2 separate regions of the Arabidopsis thaliana genome follow, and region 1 is linked to region 2. A link is a contact called in public ChIA-PET data. All regions are on one chromosome and are shown on one strand. The core of a region is the stretch at or near the end of the contact, and the rest is flanking DNA. Distances in the headings are between cores, read along the strand shown. Region 1 holds the start of AT4G00500 (alpha/beta-Hydrolases superfamily protein). Region 2 holds the start of TRM15 (GPI-anchored adhesin-like protein, putative (DUF3741)).

The links. ChIA-PET counts read pairs in DNA pulled down with a chosen protein or histone mark.
Region 1: an H3K4me3 ChIA-PET map of shoot shows a contact between it and region 2, with 11 read pairs. The contact joins the promoter of AT4G00500 here to the promoter of TRM15 in region 2. A contact is called at or near these places in 8 of 26 Hi-C or Micro-C datasets (flower, root, rosette leaf and 3 more), 1 of 2 datasets of contacts at active chromatin or transcription factors (shoot) and 1 of 3 other capture datasets (root).

What each region holds. Positions count from the first base shown.
Region 1 is chr4:225,725-229,377 of TAIR10.1, forward strand. It overlaps AT4G00500 (alpha/beta-Hydrolases superfamily protein), which reads right to left and starts at 1,672. Exons shown (of 6, transcript NM_116274.3): 1 at 1,627-1,672; 2 at 550-1,448; 3 at 406-464; 4 at 175-303; 5 at 1-78. The coding sequence starts at 1,254. It overlaps AT4G00520 (Acyl-CoA thioesterase family protein), which reads left to right and starts at 1,926. Exons shown (of 17, transcript NM_001340256.1): 1 at 1,926-2,017; 2 at 2,135-2,227; 3 at 2,315-2,483; 4 at 2,596-2,671; 5 at 2,770-2,816; 6 at 2,929-3,045; 7 at 3,262-3,339; 8 at 3,487-3,574. The coding sequence starts at 2,403.
Region 2 is chr4:192,212-196,301 of TAIR10.1, forward strand. TRM15 (GPI-anchored adhesin-like protein, putative (DUF3741)) reads left to right here and starts at 1,317. Exons shown (of 7, transcript NM_116269.4): 1 at 1,317-2,456; 2 at 2,908-3,100; 3 at 3,190-3,260; 4 at 3,351-4,090. The coding sequence starts at 2,965.

The DNA.
Region 1 (3,653 bases), core at 422-2,921, 34 kb after region 2:
TTACAGGAGAGAACAATCTGCTCAAATCTCCCATCAACTGGGACAGCTGTTCTCACAACAGGTGGATATCTTCCTAATCTGTATACCAAGGGCATGGTTTTCACTTTGAAACCCGTGTCTTCGAGTTGACGAAAACGATTTTGAAGCACATGAGTAAACATAAAGTATAAATACCTCAAGGGCTTGCGCACGACGATATGGTATAACCTACCAGGAGCATATAGACGCCTTGCATCTTTGAGCTTCCTCTCCTCGAATGTGAATGTATCTTTCAAACATGTGAGACACAACAAGCATGGCAAGCTGAAGGTTTAAGATTTATACAAGAGCATGAGATGTTTTTCATCGTCTAAACTTAGGCTTATAACATAATAACTGCTTTTGAATTTCATACTGTTTCATTACCAGATAATTGACTTGAAGACATTCTCCAGAGCTGTGGTAGTCCGAGGTAAGAAATCATCCTGGTTTATCCAGAGCAGCACGTAAAATGGATCAGAAGAGTCACCTAAACGAGTCAATAGAGGCTGATATATACAATCATCATACCTGTAGAACAACAGAGTTGATGACATCTGCATATGTCACTGCTAGATGGAGAGACATACATCTTGGAGGAGCAATAGCAAAGCATCTAATCCTCTTTCTCTCAATGTTCCCCAACCTAACCCGGTTCTGAATCACGAATAAGACAAGCAAAGAAACAACCCCTGCTCCTAACGAATGTCCAACAAACGTCAAGGAATAGCTCGGGTTTGCCTCGAGTAATTCCCTTAGAACCACATGCTCCTCTTCAAAAACCCACATGGCCGCCTTTAACAACCCGTTATGTACATAACCTCCATCAAACTTAGTCTGCCCAAGTTTGTTATCAAGAAGAACAGCATAATCACACTCCTTAGCTAAATTCAGCCCTCTAATAGCCAAGACCACATCACCATTCTCATGATCCAAGTAGATCATGTAAGGCGTCACACGACCCTCAGTCTGGTCATAGTCTTTCTTCAGAATAACATGATTTGGATCAATCCCATAACCATCAGGAGGTGCCCACATAGGGTCATGAAGATTCTCCTCATAGACGGCTAAGATCAAGCGGCAGATCCTAGGGATAGGCTCAAACTCATCAGATGTAGCTAATCCCCAATTCTCACTCTCGTGACCTGCTGAGTATAAACATTTCTTCCACAACCAATGGGTACAACCCAAGCAGTACACACATTCAAGTACAGGAACACAACACAGTATCGACATGAGAACCTATGAAGCAAGCAAGCATCCTCTGTTGAATTTTCTGGCGATGGGATCGGAGTACTCCACCAGAACCCACTGACACGAGATTAGTCAGTGTGGATCAAGAGGCTCTAAGAATAAAGACAGAATAATCATAAGCTGGTCGGATCAAGCTTGTGTTCCAAGATTTGTGTCCGAAACCACCACCAACTACTCTAAAATAAAAAAAGAAGAATTTTTAACAATCAAGTGATTTCTTTTGGCGCTGAAGAAGACACGAATTAGAGAGAGAGAAGACAAGTGGAATTTGTTATCTACGAAATGTTCAAGTCAACCATAGTTCGTAAAGACGAAACAATGAAAGAAACTTGTGGGCAAGAAGAATCTACTCACCAGTCACCATAGATGCTCGAAAGATTCCATTAGCATCCTCGAGACTAGCGGAGAAAGACGTGCAATGTAGAAATTTCGTCTTCGGAAGCTGTCGGGTCGGGTCGGGTCGGGTCGGGTCGGATCTGTGCTGAGTGTAGAAGAAACTTTTGTTTTCTATAGGACAGCGTATTAGGATTTAGGACCAACAAATTTGGGCTTTTAGCTATAGGCCCATTAAATTTGTCAGCACTGCATCTGAGCGGTGTCCACAGACTCTATCGTATACCCAAGGGTACTGGATAATTACCTCGTTGCATTTTTTATTTGTTTGGTCAGCATATTTTTAGTTGAATGATTGAATTTGCCGGCCAACGTTTCGACAGTCTCTACACCGTCATGAACACTGAATCAGGTAATTCCGATATCTTTTTTCTTTGTTCTATCGCCGGAGAAATGAAAGAGATGTTGAACTGAGAGTTTTTCCAAGATTCGGATGATTTTTCATATGATTGGTTGCTTTGGTTTGTAGTTGTCGAGTTCCTTGGGAATGTGACCTTGTTGCAGCGGTTACCTAGTTCCTCTCTGAAGAGAATCTCCGAAGTCGTTGTCTTCAAAGGTTATGGTCAGTGATTCTGGGATTTTAATCTTGTTCTTATCTCGAAGTCAGTTTGATTGGGAATTTCGTTATGTTTTGTTGATCTGTTTTCAGTGTCAGTGTGTGTTCTTGAGTATAAGCACTTGAGCAGTGATTTTAGAGACAGATATTATGTTTTTACACAATGTGATCTTCTTTGGGAATGTGCTTCACAGACAGAGGTGATTATGTGGTTCGTGAAAATCAAAATGTGGATGGAGTTTATTTTCTCTTGCAAGGACAGGTTCGTGTCTGTGTCAAGTTACTTCTGTCTTATCTCCATAGGTTAGGAAGTTAGATAGACTAAGGCTACTGCACCGTGTTTATTTATAACTATTTTTTACTTGTGTTTGCAGGCTCAGGTTCTGAGATCAGCCGGAGAGGAAAACTATCAAGAGTTCCCTTTGAAACGATATGATTTCTTCGGCCATGGTGAGAGGATGAATCTTTCAATTCTGGCCTTTCTTCTGTGTCAGTGTGTTAATTTTTGTTTATGGTTATTGAATTGGCTTCAATTAATTCTCAAATAGGTATTTTCGGGGATGTTTACTCAGCAGATGTTGTTGCTGTGACAGAGGTGTTTGCTAAAAATTCTCTCTACTTTCCTTAGGTGGCCTTGGTTTCCTTGAGCTCATGTTATGCTAATGGTAATAGCATACTGAGTACTGTTTTTATTTCTGTTCTTGCAGCTTACCTGCTTGCTGTTGATGTCTGATCATCGTGCTTTACTTGAAATAAAGTCAGTCTCGGATTCAGATAAGGAACGCTGTCTTGTGGAAGACATACTATATCTAGAACCATTAGATGTGCGAGTCTCCCCTAACTGCCCTTCATTTAGTTCCATTTCAGTTCTTATGATCAAAGTTCTAACCATTCACTTTTACCACCATTCCTTGGAATCAGAATTATAGCATTCTTTCTTCCACATTTCTACAAATTTCTGTTCGCTTCTTACCTTATATATTACTTTCTCTGCCAGTAAATTCAAGGAATCTCATATTTTTTGTACTTCTTTCTTGTAGTTGAATGTATACCGGGGGTTCACCCCACCTAATGCTCCAACCTATGGAAAGGTTTATGGAGGGCAATTAGTTGGACAGGTATGAAATTTACTCATGTAAGGCTACGTCATGTATTTAGTAACCCTGCTGATCATCCATTTGCATATGTAGCTTGTTATGTTCTATTTATATCAGGCAATGGAAATATATAGTAATCACTGTGACACAACTGTCTATGCTTCGCAGGCACTTGCCGCAGCATCAAAAACTGTTGAAACTATGAAGATAGTCCATAATTTTCATTGCTATTTCCTTCTTGTTGGAGATATAAATAGTAAGGGGTAGTTTTAATGTGCTTTTGCAAGTAAGCAAGCAATTGCTTTTCCTCCTACCTTAAAACCATGCCTGCTGTT
Region 2 (4,090 bases), core at 67-2,566:
AAAGTGTTAGTTACAAACTTTTAAAATTTTGGACCCTTATTGCAAAAATATCAAAAAATTTAGATCTTAAAACCTTGTTAAAATTAGAAAAAAATGGTGGATCCAGTGCTTTAGCACTGCCTCTAAGCCGAGCCTGCTTATACATATATGCAGAGAATTTTGCACTATTTGAAACGCACCGCATTGTACAGTTCGGTCACCATTAAATTGTAAATGATATAAATTGTGATAATAATACGGTTTAGATGCTTAGAAACTCCACGTTAAGGGAAAAATTGCTTACAGTGTCACTAACTTCGTCAGTGGTTTGTACCCAAAAAAAAAAACAATTCCTCAGTGGGAGAGAGTTTATGTCGTCAATATCTATTTGTCGGTCGATAAGTGCCAACCTCAAAAAACAATGACACGTTTGTATCAATTTCTGAATCTTAATTTATACTATAAAATAGTGTATACGTTTGTACGCGTGCTATTGATAGATAAGTGGTAACTATGTGTGTTTTGTGTATGTAAATGTATAACTATGGTCCCGTCCCTGACTGAATTAAGTTGCTTAAAGAAAACTCAACTCAAGTAACTGAGCATGGTCAAGATCTATTCGATTAAATTTTGATATATATACCAAATGGTTTCGACTTTTGCTAATTGCTATGCCACATGAATCAGACAATGCTAGCTAATTATTTCTGTTGTACCATAAAGTGCTTGGCTTTATCAGTAAACCCCACATAACAACATTTTGCTTAACGGAAACTTTAAGTACGAGTTCTAACATTCAATTATGCTCTGTTTGATTAGATTCAAACAAATAAATAGTTTCTTGATATTGTAAAGTTCTATTTGTGTATTTAATATCATATATAAGTTTTTTTTGCGATTCAAACTCGAGTTAAGATAGAGACGATTGACGTGACGTTACAATATATGCACACGAGTCACAACAAAATATTATATCTATAATCGACGGTTGAAACAAGAACTCTAGCTAATGTTTTGGTTACACTCGGTTTTCGGACATGGTTTAGAAAAGCACAACTCTTCCTTAAGAGAATGACAAAACGTCGTCGTTAACTTTAGATTAATGACTTGGTCAATGAAAACAATCGCATTTGGTGTAATAATCTCAAATACTACGTGTTCTCCATATTCCATAACCAGCCAAGCAAAAGCACCAATGACCAATTACGTCTCTCCTCTTTGGCCGCGCCCACTCAATTCTTATAATTTATCTATTTGCACCCTCTTTCTCTAAAAAGTTACAATTTGACCCCTATAGTTTCACTTTCACTTATTCTTATAATTTATCTATTTGCACCTTTTTCCTCTAAACGTTACAATTTGACCCCTATATTTTCACTTTTATTCATACAAGCCCATTTTGTTTTTCTCTCTGCTTTCATGCTCGCAGACAACAATCCTCGTCACTGCCATGTCTCAAATTCAGAGCTTTGAGAGATCAATTATTTACCGGTGAGGCTAATGATGAAGGCTGTTGAAAAAATCTCTGCAAAATACTTTTCTTCCATGTAAAGCTTCTAACTTTTTCTCTCTCTCTCTCTCTCTCTCCTCTGTTGTTTCTGTAGAGAGGAATAGAAGATGATGGGCCCATTTTCCAACTGTGATTGTTCTCTTTATATTTCTTTCTCCTGTGGAGGCTAGCAAAGGCCACGACGTTGTGGTTGTCAAATTGGCATAAAGTTTTCCACTTTTTTACTCTGATTTTTTCTCCCATTTCTCTCTCACTTTTTCTTTGCCTTTGCCCAATTCAGAGAACTAATGGCTTTGTCGGTCATCGATAGATAAACAAAATTTAATCTTTATCTCTCTCTTTCTCTTGTTTGTCAAAAGATGCCCACCAACACAGAAATGAGGAAAAAAAGATCTCTTTTTTATTTGAATGTTGAACAGTAAGAAGAAGGTTTATTCTATTCTATTGGGTTGGGTTGTTCATCAACTTTGGAAATTTAAAGATGCATTTTTTATGATCCTTTTTTCTCCGCCTTTGTTGTTGATTTGATCGTGTATGATTACGGAAGCTTGGGGGGGTTTTTATCAGACAGAACCTGGAAAAGTTGTCAGATGAAACAATGTGGCTTGGAGATTGGATCATCAACTTTTCCTCTGTTTTCAACTTTATAAGCTATCATTTTGCTTAATCTTCTTCATTCTCTTCTCTCGGCCTTGGCTTTGAAGAAATCTCAATTTTCTTCTTCTTCTTCTTCTACCGTTTTGTCCGGCGATCAGAGCTGGTTCAGGAGAAACCTTAAGTCTTGGTATCAAAAGAAAGAAAGTTTTGGAATTTACCTCTGCTGCTGCAACTTGCAACACTTTTTTTATATATATTGGATTTTTCTATGGCTTTGCTCAAACGTAAGCAAAGCAGATGAAATCTAGCTACAATCGCTGTTGCCCTTGTATGAAGTTTGGAATTTAAGGAATTCAGGAGAATCTAAGAGGTACTTTCTTGTACTTTCCTCTTCTGTCTTTTTCCAATAGGGAAAGGTATCTTATTTGCTCCATTAGTCTGTATCTCTCAGGCTTTGTGTTCTCTTAGTTCTCCTTAATCTTTGCCTTATTAGTTGAACAAGTAAGCAAATTATAAAAGGAGTTTGCTTTAGGGAACTGGTAGAGGATCCTTTACTTCTTACTTGTTATCTTAATTTATTTCTCAAGAATTCCATTGCAGTGTTTAGGAAGGCTAATTCTTTCTTCTCTTTTTAAGTACTCCTAAGCGTGGAAATTTTTTGGTCTTGTTCTCTTGTTGTTTGTTACTCAAGGATCTGAGATTGTTGTCCATAAGTAGAATTTACCGGAGTTGTAATTTCTATATCTGAAACTCATTATTGTACCGTTGTGTGTGGTGTGTCTTATAGTTTGCTGCTTAATAGTTTTCTTGTTCTTCTTCAGCATTTCTAAAGGGGCAACGTTATAGAAGGTTAGGAAGGAGCATTTGTATAGAAAGTCATGGCGAAGAAAACACAACGTCGTGCTGCTGCTCGACAGGAGAGGGAACAGTTAGGGTGCATGTGGGGATTTATGAATATGTTTAGTTTCCGCCATGGACCACTGGCTCACAAGCTGCTTCTCGACCAAAAGCATGGTAACAACCTTCTCAAGTCTCTGGCATCTTTGGTTTTGCATTAATCGTGAAAGACTTCTTTTGGCTGATAGTTATGTTGATTGTTCCAGCTTCTGGAAATCCTAAGAACAATGAGCTTAACAAGTCCAAATTCCGCGAAAAGGATGCTCAAGAAACCCATGTAAGCTTTTAAACTTATTGGGAACATCCTTAACTCTTTTTCTATTGTCTTAAGAGTCTCCTGTGGATTAATTCCTTGAACTGTTTAAAGGTTGGTGAAGAACGCAATATCACGATAACGATTATAAAGCCAAGTGTGAAGAAGCTTATAGCAGAAGAGTTGTCCATTGACAAGGAAATCAAGAAGCAGAGGGAGAATGCTGAAGCAGGACAGTTGTCAGACTCTGAACTTGAAGGAAGAAGAAGGAAAAACCAGAGGAGAAAAAACAAGACTCGCAAGAAAAGCTGCGATAATTTTAGCCATATGAACTTAGTTGACAGTGAAGAGCCTCTAGTTCAACGCAGAAATCGTAGGTCTGCAAGGAGTGTTGACATTGATAATATGATTGAAGAGTTCTATTCTGAAATTCATCGCAGAAGTACAAGCCATGCAAAGAATGACGAAGATTACAAAGAAAAACTGAGGGAGTTGGTCAAGTTTTTAATCAGTCAGAAGCTTTTACATGGGAACCGTCCCAGAGGAAATAGTGAAATACTTACATCTAAGGATTTGATGGAAGTGTTTCAAATTCTGGGATCAGATGAAGAATTGTTTCTCAAACTTCTGCAAGATCCAGAGATACTTGTGCCTAGGGAGAAAGGAGCAGAAAGCTTGAGTTTGGTTGAGTCAGAACAATCTTCTCTTGCTGATAAGAAATGGTCTAGCTTTTTCAGGAGAAAAGATGAACCACAAGAAGAATGTGAAGCTTCAGATAGGATTTTCATTCTGAAGCCAAGATCAGCTAGCTTTTCAAGTCCGGACATAGGAAATAGTCGTGGTTCGTCACCTGA